2 separate regions of the Sus scrofa genome follow, and region 1 is linked to region 2. A link is a contact called in public HiChIP or PLAC-seq data. All regions are on one chromosome and are shown on one strand. Each heading gives the region's core, a stretch centred on a gene start, on an enhancer-like site or on the middle of the called end of the contact. The rest is flanking DNA. Distances are from core to core; before and after follow the strand shown.

Region 1 (6,868 bases), core at 263-2,762, 72 kb after region 2:
TCTAGCACACACTTTGATTTCCTAAGCATGCTTTCCTGAAGACATAAAATCGCTGCTGGAAAAGCGTCTCAAACTGCCTGCAGTACCTTGTATACTGGCAAGTTAAGTAGCGCCTAGTTGATATTGTTGCAGTGAAGGGAAACAGGAGCTGTAAAGTTAGAAATAGAAAACTAAGACCAAGAAATGACTCTGGATATTGCCTTTGTAACATTTTGTCCTTTGGGTCTATAAATGCACTTTTGTAGCAATTTGTACTGTGAAAGTTTGATATTATTTAGGAAGGACAGATGTTATTCCAGTAATGTTTCTTTTGCACATGAGTAGTTGGTATGCTTTTTAGTTTTCTTGGACCAAGGAAAGTGGAAGAATTACTTTTTAAATTATTGTTTGCTTTACTTAACTTCAACTCTAGACTTGGACCAGAGTTTTATTAAGAAATAGTTGAAAGTTGGGTGGGGAGATACTCTTTTGGATGCTTATTAGTTGGCAGGTACTGTGATGTGAAAAGTGAGGTAAACCCTAAAAATCACATGATTCAGTGTTTGTAATATAAATAATAAATGTCCAGTGATCACATTATTAAATCATTGAACCCTCATGGCAGTCCTGTGAGATGGATGTTATTCCCATTTTAGAGATGAGACAGTCGTAGCTACCAAAGGTTAATTTGACCATAACCAACAGAGTTAATGTCAGAGCCATATCCCAAAGTCAGATCTGTCTTACTGTGGAGACAAGTAGGACTACTAAGTTCAATTGCATAGGCTACACTCTGTGCAACCCTCAGGGGCTACTATTCACATGGTCTGTGATGTGAACGGTGCCACCCTGTGGTGTGCCACAAGTCAACTCTCGTCCCAGTTTTTTTGTCCTTGTTTTACTACCACTGTACTTTGTAAGTAGAATTATGAATAAATCATTCAATGATCAGTCTCTGTCCTTGTAAACATTCATGTCTATATAGTAGCTGCTAAATTGGCTGCTTAAATACTTCTGTTTTTTTCTATCTTTTAAGGACTTTTTTTTTGTTGTTTTTTTTTTTTTTGTTTGTTTGTTTCTTAGGGCCGTACCCGAGGTATATGGAGGTTCCCAGGCTAGGGATTGAATCAGAGCTGTAGCTGCCAGCCTACAGCACAGCCACAGCCAACACAGGATCTGAGCTGCATCTGTGACCTACACCACAGCTCATGGCAACACTGGATTCTTAACCCACTGAGCGAGCGAGGCCAGGGATCAGACCTGCATCCTTATGGATGCTAGCCAGATTTGTTTTCCACTGAGCCATGATGAAAACTTGAGGACTTTTTAATTTTATTTTATTTTATTGGCGTATAGTTGACTTACAGTGTTGTGTTAGTTTCAGAAGAACTACAAAGTAAATCAGTTATGCATATGCATATATCTGTTCCTTTTCAGACTATTTTCCCATATAGGTCACTACAGAGTATTGAGTAGATTTCCCTGTGCTGTACAGTAGGTCTTGGTTTTTCATCCATTCTATATATAGTAGTGTATGTGTCAATCCCAACTTCCCATTTTATCCCTCCCCCCAGCATTTCCCCTTGTTAACCATAAGTTTGGTTTTAAAGTCTTTGAGTCTGTTTGTTTTTTATGTTCTTCTGAATTATTTTTTATTAGAGTCCACATTTTGGTGATCTCATATTTGTCTTTCTCTGACTTCACTTAGTATGATAATTTCTTGTTTCATTTTTTATGGCTGAGTAGTATTCCATTGTATGTATGTATCACATCTTTTTTAATTTTATTGGAGTGCATGGATTTACAGTGTTGTATTAACTTTTAGTTTGCATTAAAGTGAAGAAGTTATACAAACACGTATAGCCATTCTTTTTTCTGATGTATATGAATTATTATGGAACATTGAGTAGACCTTCCTGTTCTACACAGTAGGTTCTTGTTATCTATTTTATATATGGTAGTGAATGTGTATTAATCCCATCTTCCTAGTTTATCCCTTCCCCCCAGAGTTTTCCCTTTGGTAACCCTGTTTGATTTTGAAGTCTCTGAGTTTGTTTTCCATATATGTGTGTGTCTGTTTGTGATATTATATAACATACATATTATAAATGTTAAGTTTATATGAATATCTCCAAACCTCCTAGGGTAATGAAAATAAAAACAAAGAGGGAGTTCCCGTGGTGGCTCAGTGGTTAACAAATCCGATTAGGAACCATGAGGTTGTGGGTTTGATCCTTGGCCTTGCTCAGTGGGAGTTAAGGATCCGGCGTTACCATGAGCTGTGGTGTAGGTCGCAGGCATGGCTTGGATCCAGCGTTGCTGTGGCTCTGGCATAGGCCGGCGGCTACAGCTCTGATTCGACCCCAGCCTGGGAACCTCCATATGCCACAGGAGCAGCCCAAGAAAAATGGCAAAAAGATAAACAAACAAATAAATAAATAAATAAAATAAAAACAAAGATAAACAAATGGGGCTTAACTAAACTTTACCTTTTGCACTGCAGAGGAAACCATAAACAAAACCAAAAGACAGCAGCCTACAGAATGGGAGAAGATCTTTGCAAACAAAACGACCCACAAGGGATTAATCTCCAAAATAGACAAACATCTCATACAGCTTTATAATAAAAAAAGCCGAACAATCCAGTCAAAAAATGTTCAGAGGAGCTAGACATTTCTCCAAAGACAGAGGCCCAAAAGCACGTGAAAAGATGCTCAGCATCACTCATTATTAGAGAAATACAAATCAAAACTACAGTGAGATGTCACCTCACACCAGACGAAATAGCCATCATCAGAAAGTCTACAAACAATAAATGTTGGAGAAAGTATGGAGAAAAAGGAACCTTCCTACACTTTTAGTGGGAATGTAAATCGGGTGCAACCACTATGGAGAATAGTATTGAGGTTCCTTTAAAAACTAAATATAGAACTAGCATATGATCTAGCAGTCGCACTCCTGGGCAGATATCCAGAGAAGACCATAATTCAAAAAGATAATGCACCCCAGTGTTCATTGCAGCACTCTTTGCAATAGCCAAGACATGGAAGGGCTGTTTTGAAGAATTCTCCTCTCCTCTTCTTAAAGGTTACATGGAGGCGGACGCAGATCTAAACATGGCCCTTGGTTATATTATCCATATGTGTCTGCTTTTTTTTTTTTCTTTTTCTTTTTTTTATGACTGCACCTGCAGCATATGGAAGTTTCCAGGTTAGGGGTTGAATCGGATCTACAGTTGCCAGCCTGCACCACAGCCACGGCAACTCAGGATCTGAGCCTGTCTGTGACCTACACCACAGCTCATGGCAACACCATATCTTTGATGCACTGAGCAAGGCCAGGGATTGAACCTGCATCCTCATGGATATTAGTTGGGTTTGTTTCTGCTGAGCCACAACAGAAACTCCTGCTTTTTTGTTTTTATATCTGTGCTAAATTAAGTTAGAAGTCTTTTTTGGAGTTCAAAATCAAATTTGTTATTTGTGTTTTGCAGCAGGCTGTTTGGTCCTGCCCAGTAGTCTCATGGTAAAGACTTTGCATAGACTCCTCCCTTTCCTGGAAAGCCCTCCTCTCTTTCGTCTCTGTACTCTTAGAAACCAAGCTTAAATTCTCTCAGCTCCTCTGGTAGATCTTAAGCCTGATATATAAGGTTTAATCACTCTCTTCTTAGGGAGTGCTACCATACCAGTAGCATACATGTTTTTTCTAGTAGTGCTACTTGTTTTAGAGAATATTTGTTTAGTGGCTCCCTTCAGCCAGACTGGGCATTATTAGATAGCAGAGGCCATTTCTTAAATTATCCTTATATTCCCAAGGCTTCTGACAGCACCAGGTACAGAGTGTATCTATAGTACATGTCTAATGAACTGAATTTATAAATCCCAAGAATAAGAGCCAAAGTAGCATTGTTTCATCCAATTTGAATATTGGCTCTTCTGTAGATCTTGGTTTAGTGATAGAAAAGGAAATCTGAATGATTTATTTTAGCTTTGTTAACTACTTAAACTTTATTTTACTTAAAACAAAAATAAATACCATCATTTACTCCTAAGGTGTATAATTCTTTGTTTTTGTTTTTTTGTGGGTTTTTTTTTTGGCTGCACCTGCAGCTTGCAGTATTTCTGGGGCAGGGATTGAACCCACACCACAGTAGGGACAATTCCCAAGTCTTAACTTTAACCTGTTAGGCCACCAGAGAACTCTAGGTGTATAGAATTCTGTGAACTTCTTTTCTTGTCTTTTTACGGCTGCACCCCCGGCATATAGAAGTTCTCAGGCTGGGGTCCAATTGGAGCTGCAGCTGCTGGCCTACACCACAGCCACAGCAACAGCAACACAGAATCTGAGCTGTGTCTGCAGCCTACACCACAGCTCACAGCAATGCCAGATCCTTAACCCACTGATCGATGCCAGGGATCAAACCTGCATCCTCATAGATGCTAGTCAGATTTGTTTCTGCTGAGTCATGATGGGAACTCCCTCTCTGAACTTTAAAGAATGTAGACTTTTATGTAACCATCACCACCACCACAATCAAGATACAGAATATTTTCATTACTCCAAAATGTCCCTTTATAGTTTCTTTTAGTCTTTTCCCTCCCCAGCCTTGGCAGTCAGTGATCTGAATCCTGTCTCTGTAGTTTTGCTTTTTCCAAAAATGCCATATAAATTGAATCATACAGTATATATAGCCTTTCATGTCTGACTTATTTAAAATAATACTTTTAGGAGTTCCCATCATGAGTTTAGAACACAACATAATGTTCATGAGGATGTAGGTTTAATCCCTGTTACCTCTCAGTGGGATAAGGATCTAGTGTTGTTATAAGTTGTGGCATATGTCACAGGTGTGGCTTAGATCGGGCGTTGCTGTGGCTGCGGCGTAGACCTGCCACTGTAGCTCCAATTCGACCCCTAGCTGAGGAACTTCCATGTGCCCTAGGTGCAGCCGTAAAAAGAAAAAAAAAATTTAATTAAAAAAAATAAAGCCTTTGAGATTTATCCATGTTATTTTAGTGTTAATAATTCATTCCTTTTTATTGCTGATGAGTAGTCCTTTGTATAGCTATATGGTAGTTTATCCATTCACTAAACAAAGTAGATAAACATTTACTTTGTATTCAGTTTTTAGCAGTTATGAATAATGCTGCTATAAACAAAAACAGCTCTTTATATAGACGTATATTTTAATTTTCTTTGGGTAAATAGGAATGAGTCATAGGTAAGTGTATGTTCAACTTTATGAAATTTACATAAAGCGAATGTACTATTTTGTATTCCCACCAGCAATGCATGAAAGGTTTTCAGTTGCTCCACTTCCTTGTCATCCTTGCTGTTGTCAGGATTGTTTTATTTTTAATTTTAGCCCTTCTTATAGATGTACAGAGGCATCCTATTGTGGTTTCATTTTTCCTACTGGTTGATGATTGCATTTCTTTCATAGGCTTATTTGCCATCTGTATATCTTCTTTGGTGTCTTGCCCTTTTTTAAAAAATTTGGGTTGCTTGTGTTTTTTTGTTTTTTTTTGTTTTTTGTCTTTTTGCCATTTCTTGGGCCGCTCCGGAGGCATATGGAGGTTCCCAGGCTAAAAGTCAAGTGGGAGCCATAGCCACCGGCCTATGCCAGAGCCACAGCAACTCGAGATCTGAGCCGCATCTGGGACCTACACCACAGCTCAAGGCAACGCCGGATCGTTAACCCACTGAGCAAGGGCAGGGATCGAACCCGCAACCTCATGGTTCCCAGTCGGATTTGTTAACCACTGAGCCATGATGGGAACTCCTGTTTTGTTTGTTTTGGCTGTATCTGAGCATACACAAGTTCTTGGGCCATAGATCAAACCCACACGAGGGCAGCAACCTGAGCCAATGCAGTGACAACCCTGGATCCTTAACCCACTGCAACACAAGGGAACACCTCATTTTATTATTGAGTTATAAAAACTCTGTGTATATTTTGGATAGAATTCCTTCATCAGATATGTGATTTGTAAATATTTTCTCCATGTCTGTGGCTTGTCTTTTCATTCTTTGAACAGCATTTTTAAGCAGCAGTTTCTAGCTTTGATAAAGTGTACTTCATCTTTTTTTAATCATATGTTTTATGCATACTTTTTGTAACTTAGATTTTTATATCCTGGGATCACAGTGATTTTGCTTCTATGTAAATACAGTTTTAGGATTTACATTCAGGTCTGTGATCTGTTTTACATTAATTTTTATGTGTGATGTAAAGAGATTTTTTTTTTTATATTTGTATGGATATCAAGGTAATTGTTCCAGCACAATTTATTACCCATCTCCATTGAAACCAATTGGCCATGTATGTGTGGGTCTGTTTTTGGATTTTATTTCTTCTCTTGATCTGTATGTCTGTTCTTTAACTAATACTAGTGTCTGGATTACTTTACCTGCAACTCTGTTTTAGAGATGATTGTGATATCTGTTAGGAATGCTGTTGGCAGCAGTGAACAAAAAACCCTACTAATGATGAGTTTTTTTTTTTTTTTTCCTGTTATGGCAAGAAATCAGAGATAAGCAGTTGCTGATTTAAGCTATTCATCTGTATGAGGGGTTAACAAACTATTAACTTGTTGTCCTAATCTGGCCTGTCACCTGTTTTGTATATCACCTGTGGAGGTTCTTAAACTGCATAAAATAAAATTAAACCAAAAAATACATAAGTAAATAAAGGAGAAAGAAAAAATGCATATCCCAAGGCTCTGTCTCTGAGACTGATGTAGTTGCCGAGGGTAGGAGGTGATGGGATAGCAGAAGGTTCAGGTATTTTAATTTTAACATGCTCCCTGGTGATATTGGTAATTGTTTTGTGTGTAATTGTGTAGTCATGGTTAAGAACCATTTAGCTAAAGTTGGTTCTTAGAGTGTG
Region 2 (6,297 bases), core at 857-3,356:
AGCATTCTTTGATATTGCATACAATGTGGAAGTTTGATTACAGAATATAAAATTCTGTGTTAAAAAAATGATTTCCCCCTCAAAAGGATTTCTGTTGATTTTTTCAAACTGGAAGACACAGTATATTACAAAAGCAGAAAGTGAATTAATGAAAACATATGAACAAAGGACATAAGTCTTCTTATACGTCAGGTTAACCCAACAGTAATAACAGCTCAGGAGCAACTCAAAGAATCCACTGATAAACAATTAAATCCTCAAATAGGAGCCAATTTGAATTATAACATTTGGTATTTCTAAACATGCCCGGAATGTATGTTTAACATTTTGTCATTAGAGCTATTTTCCCAACTCTAGAAATCTGGAAAATTATGAATCTCCAAATCAACAAAAATGCAAAATTGAAAATGGTCTTTGACAGGATGTAAGGGCCTTAATTTCTTCGAGCACTGAATGTGGAAGTAAACAACATAAGAAAGGGAGGTTATGTTAGAACAGTGGTATAATAGCTTTTTAGACAGATAAAAAAATCCACAAACTCCTCTTACTGTTTCAAGAAATAATAACTAAATTTGTGTATTTATAAACAGACTGCATAAAGCTAACTAAAATATTTCTTTCTTTGCTTTTGGACAAAATTATACCAAATTTAGTGTAGCAACATTAGCTTTCTCAGGTTAATCAAAAGTTCCTATTGGAATTTAAAAGTTTGACTAATATAAAAATGGAAAAAAGATTACTTAAGCACTTTATTTGGGAAAGAAAGTTATTCTAATCACAGCTGGTGGGAGGAGAGTAGGAATTAAAAAGAAGGGGCCTAAGTGAAGAGTAGGAATTAAAAAGGAACCTAGGTAGTTATTTAAAAAAAAAAACAGGGTGGGAATCACGAAATTAGATTTACTTTATGTCAGTGATAACTTGAGACTATTTTAGTGTCAAGGTTCTATCTACCGGTATCTTAAACTGTTCTGCGATCTGAAGGATGGAAATGACAGCTACCCCCATCTTCTCTCCTCCTGAAAGCTAAGAACAGAGAAAAGTAGAGCTGCCTGTAAGAAACAAAGATGCTTTCTACCATTCTTCTAAGATGGTGGAAGAGTCTCCTTAAGAGGCTTCCCCAAGAAAGAAAAATGAAAGAGGGAAAGCAAACCATAGCAGAATTCCCTGACTGTTTCATGCTATTGCTCCGTCACAACCACTGTGCAACCCCTCTGGTCCGGCCCTCTCCCTCCCAGGAGGTTAAGCCCTCCCAGGGCATTGTTTGGCCGGGGTCCCTATTTACCACTCAGATCGCCTCCACCATCCCTGCACTACGATCTCGGGAAGCCCCAAGACAGAAAGCCGAAAAGCTAGGAAAGGACTTGGTTTCGAGGACCTTCTTCAACCCTACTAACTGGTGTAGAAAAGGAAGAGTAAAGCCTGGCCTTTACTTGGATGGGTTCCTTAGGGTCAGAAGCGTCCCCTCGGCGGGTGTCGACGGGAGGTGGCCATTTGCGCCGGGCGCTCGGTACTGCAAAAACCCTACCAGGGCGAGGGGCCTCCTCCGGCAGGGGACTTCGGGCCCGATCCGGGTGTCAGGTGCGGCCCTCGGTTCCCAACCCTCCGGGCACCGGCTACGACAACGCACAGGCCCCGGGCTGAAACCGGTCTCCCGCCCGACCGCCGGGAATCGGGGACCCAGGCTGGGGCCCGAGCCGCGTCGTGCCCGCCCCCGCCCTACCTGAGGGGACCCGGGCGGGGTCGCTAAGGGCCGCTCCCGGGAGCCCCGCGACCGCGCGGCTCGGCGACGGAGGCGCCTCGTCTCGCCGGGGCAGAGCTCGGCGGCGGCTTCACGACATCAAACTCCATCGGGAGCTACAGGGACAGCCCCGTTGGCGGCGGCGGAGGCCGCAGCGGGGCCTCCTCCTCCTCCTCCTCCCTCCACCTCCTCCTCCTCCTCCTTCTCCTCCTCCTCCTCACCACGGAGGCGGACCTGAAGGGATCCCGACCTAGCTCTCGCGAGAAGATACTCCCCACCTCGCGCGAGATCACGCAAGACCGGGAGTTAGGGAGGTGGAAGGGAAGCGTAGTAGCCCCCGCCACCTGGACTGCGCATCAGCTTCCCTCTGGTCGGCAGAGCCACCCCTATCACATGACTTGGGAACCCTGGAGCACTGTGGGAGGTACTGTTAGGAGGCCTGGGCAAGCCGAAAGGGTTGATGGGAAACTCCCTGCACATTCTTATGCGCCTTGAGCCAGCCTCCTAGACACCGGTTTGAGCCAGTGTCTGCCTTTGAGGAAGGCATGGTACTGGTGAGCATAATATGATGCATTCTACACACTCTCCCATAATCAGATGCCAACCATATCTCTCAGTCCCTCCACATAGGTGCCAAGCAATCTTCCTATTTTTTTAAAAAAAGTTCATTTGGCTGGCACTAATGCCTTACCGCCTTATTAAAGAGAAACTTCTGAGCTCTTCAGAAGCTGGCAGGGATCAAAATGCAATCACAAATTCTGGCATTAATATCTCAGTAAATATTTGTCGAAGGACTTTTTCTCATACTAAACTGTAAGGTAGGACTTATCGTTTTTATAGATGAAGAAGCAGACTGGGACTAGGGATCAAGGAAGTAATATTAATGGACTATGCTATATGTCGGGTCATGTGTTAGGTAATAAAATTTTAATCTATTTTTCGTGTGCTCATAAATATAATTCTAAAAAGTAGACACTGTGTACTCTGTTACTGAAGGGAAATTGAAAAACACAGATTAAGAAGGTACCCATTAATTATAATTAAACTCAAGGCACTTTTCAGTGTGAAACCAGATGTCCAACAAAAATGTCTATGGAAATAGACCCACCACAAATCAGAAGTCATATGGAAAAGCAGTTTATAGACCAAAATGATTTTAAAAATATGTAAATGGTTATTACTGCCTGGATGACAGAAATATCAGTGTTTAAAAAAAAATTCAATGGCCACATCAGAGACTTTCTTACATGCATTTTTATCCTTGTCATTCTCTTTATGAAATATACACCAATCTAAGAGAAAGTTTCCCAACAGTGATTCATTTGGTTCACTGCTTTCCATTCAACTAGCGAGTAATGGGTATATGTATATATATTTTTTCATTCTTCTGGACGATAATAAGATTTTTCAAAGGTGACCTGATCACATTTAAAATTTAAACTTCAATTCTCCTTCCATGGCACTACTTATCTCTGCTTTATTTTTCTCCAGTCCATTTTCAAAATCTGACATAGTACATGGGTTTTGTTTTTTTATTGTTTGTCCCCCTCCAGTACGGTATGTTTCATGAGAGTAGAGAATTTTGTCTGTATACTTAACTCCTAATACAGGTATATCCTGTAAGTCTCTGTAAATATTTCTTGAATGAATGATTAAGTGAATAGCCAAGAAAAATAGTCTTTAAAGTTTACAGCTGTTCCTGTCATGGCACAGCAGAAATGAACATGACTAGAAACCATGAGGTTGCAGGTTCGATCCCTGGCCTCACTCAGTGGGTTAAGGATCTGGAGTTGCCAGGAGCTGTGGTGTAGTTCACAGACATGGCTTAGATCTGATGTTGCTGTGGCTGTGGAATAGGACATCAGCTACAGCTCCAATTGCACCTCTAACCTGGGACCCTTTATGTGCCATCGGTGCGGCTCTAAAAAATAATAATAAAGTTTACAGATGTAGGAGTTCCTCTGTGGTGCAGTGGCTTAAGGATGCAGTGTTGTCACTACAGTGGCTTGGGTGGCTGCTGTGGTGTGGTTTCATTCCCTGGCCTGGGACCTTCCACATGCTATGGGCATGGCAAAATAATAATAATAATAATAATAATAATCACACATGTAGACAAAGCTCTCCATTCCCATCTCCAGTTTATTATTTCTTATGTAAACATATAAGATAGTTACATTCAGGGAAAGGGGGCAAAGATTTTCTCTTACACCAAAGTAACAAATGTCTTTCCAAAATCTTTTATACATAAACCCAGTAAATAAAGAAGCTGAACCAAAACACACTGCATTTTCTCCCATCGTATTAGAAACACAAACGACTAAAAGTGAATGTTTTAAATGCATAAATTCAATACTTACTTTGCCAAAACCTGCATTTTAAAAAATATTTCATTTTCCTGAAACTGTTTAGACACATCATGCAAACAGACACTCTCCTAGGAATGTTTTGCGATCACTCTGTGCTAGTGAGCAGGAATAAATAATAATAAATAACAACCACCACTTTCACAAAACACCCCTTCCCCCCAAGCAAAAATCTCAAAGTGCTTACAAAAAATTTCACAAGAATCTGACAAGGCACACATAAAACATAAACATAGTACAACCATACTTTTTTTCAAACATCAAAGGTAGTCAATACCAATCCCCCCCCAAAAAAAGTTCATTATTCTTTTATTCTCCCCTCCCACTTCCTTCACTCCCCCACAAAATTTCATCCTAGGAAGCAAAAATAAGAAAAGTACTAAAATCACAAACTATTTCTGAAAGGGAAATGTTCTTATGTCCATAAATGGACAATCATAGGTCAAAAGGGAAAGAAAATTGAGCACTGTGCTATCAATGTTTTCCAGGGGAAGAACACTACTCAATTTAGAAAAATTCTGTCTCCAATGGAGTACCCACATAACAACATTCATAAAGACACAGAACTCTCCTCTTGCTTCTCCCTCTTTCTCTGTTCTTAGGAACTCAGGTTTAAATATAAAATGAAGAGGATTTTAGACTTGGAAATGATCTTACAAATTATCAAAATCAAAGCTGGGAGTTCCCGTTGTGGCGCAGTGGTTAACGAATCCGACTAGGAACCATGAGGTTGCGGGTTCGGTCCCTGCCCTTGCTCAGCGGGTTAACGATCCGGCGTTGCCGTGAGCTGTGGTGTAGGTCGCAGACGCGGCTCGGATCCCGCGTTGCTGTGGCTCTGGCGTAGGCCGGTGGCTACAGCTCCGATTCAACCCCTAGCCTGGGAACCTCCATATGCCGCGCGAGCGGCCCAAGAAATCGCAACAACAACAACAGCAGCAGAAAGACAAAAAAAGACAAAAAAAAAAAAAAAAGTTTAAAAAAAATCAAAGCTGTTGTTCTTTTACATACATATTTAAGAAAAGCTCAAGGAGAGATGACCCACCCCATGTCACTAACTAGTGACCTGGGAGTTACGAAGTTGCTTTATCAAATATGAGAGCTGGATTTTTTTAAAGTCTCTTTCATAGTTAAAAAAACTATAAAGAATATATTTTTCACAGAAGTATCACAAAGAGGGTATTTAACATTTATATCAATTGACACGTGATTCATCACAAAATTCATATAAATGATACAAAGTATATTACATTTTAAAATGCAGAAGGGCTTCCACAGAAACTAAACATAGCATAAATTCTAAATAAAGCTGAGGTGCGTAGAGGAGGAACAGAACATCTTGAAATAAGATGTATCCAGTCAGGCTTTTTAACTAAAAGTAGTTCCTGTGTTTTAGAAAATATGAATTTGTCCTGAAATATATTTTAGCCTTTGTTATAACAACACAAAAAATGTTGTTATATGTGGACACAGATATTAGAGAGCAATGGCTCATAACACAATCTGAAATATTATTCTCAGTAAAATTACACAATGATGGTTTTGCTTTTGGCACATTTCTGGAAATACAGAATAAAACTCTAGGGAGGGATAGGAGTTTTGTCAACACATAGTAAAGAAAAATCACATTAAATGAAAACTTATTAAGAGAACACTAATAGCTATCCATGTTTAAACTGTTCATTTAGTGACAGAAGGAAAATTAATATATATATGGCCAACTCAGGATTAAAAAATGAAGTACTGATACACACAACAGGGATGAATCTCAAACGCCTTAAGCTGAGTGAAAAAAGAATCTCAAAAAGGAACATACTATAAGATTCCATTTATGATAATTCACCTTTTTTTTTGACCGTGCATACGGCATGCAGAAGTTCTGGGGCCAGGGATCAACCCCGAGCCACAGCAGTGACAACACTGGAACCTTAAACTCCTGAGCCACCAGTGAATTCCCATTTATGATATTTCAGAAAAGACAAAATTATAGTGATGGGGAACTGTTGCCAGGATTTAGTACTAGGAGGAGGAGCTGACCACAAAGGGTAAGCATAAAGCAGTTTGGAGGGTGATAGAATGTTCTGCTTCCTGATTGCAGCGGTGGTTGCATAAATCTGTACATATGTTAAAATTCACAGAACTGTACACCAAAAATAAAGGTCAATTTTATTGTAGGTTAACAAAAAATGAAATAAATTC

Evidence for each region. HiChIP or PLAC-seq counts read pairs in DNA pulled down with a chosen protein or histone mark.
Region 1: an H3K27ac HiChIP or PLAC-seq map of alveolar macrophages shows a contact between it and region 2. The contact joins the enhancer-like site here to the promoter of RC3H2 in region 2. A contact is called at or near these places in 1 of 5 promoter capture datasets (liver), 4 of 47 Hi-C or Micro-C datasets (heart right ventricle, liver, psoas muscle and 1 more) and 1 of 2 datasets of contacts at active chromatin or transcription factors (alveolar macrophages).

What each region holds. Positions count from the first base shown.
Region 1 is chr1:263,892,534-263,899,401 of Sscrofa11.1, forward strand. The region is part of intron 2 of RABGAP1 (rab GTPase-activating protein 1); the gene reads left to right. Among named protein-coding and RNA genes, the nearest start is that of RABGAP1, 38 kb to the left of the region's middle. Within about 2 kb of position 1,513, at least 1 of the 83 cell types and tissues checked has an H3K27ac peak or open chromatin away from gene starts, as enhancers often do. A contact at or near this core is called in alveolar macrophages, where this site is marked.
Region 2 is chr1:263,819,995-263,826,291 of Sscrofa11.1, forward strand. RC3H2 (roquin-2) reads right to left here and starts at 2,107. Exons shown (of 21, transcript XM_013993837.2): 1 at 1,721-2,107. ZBTB6 (zinc finger and BTB domain-containing protein 6) reads right to left here. Exons shown (of 3, transcript XM_021068543.1): 3 at 3,860-6,297.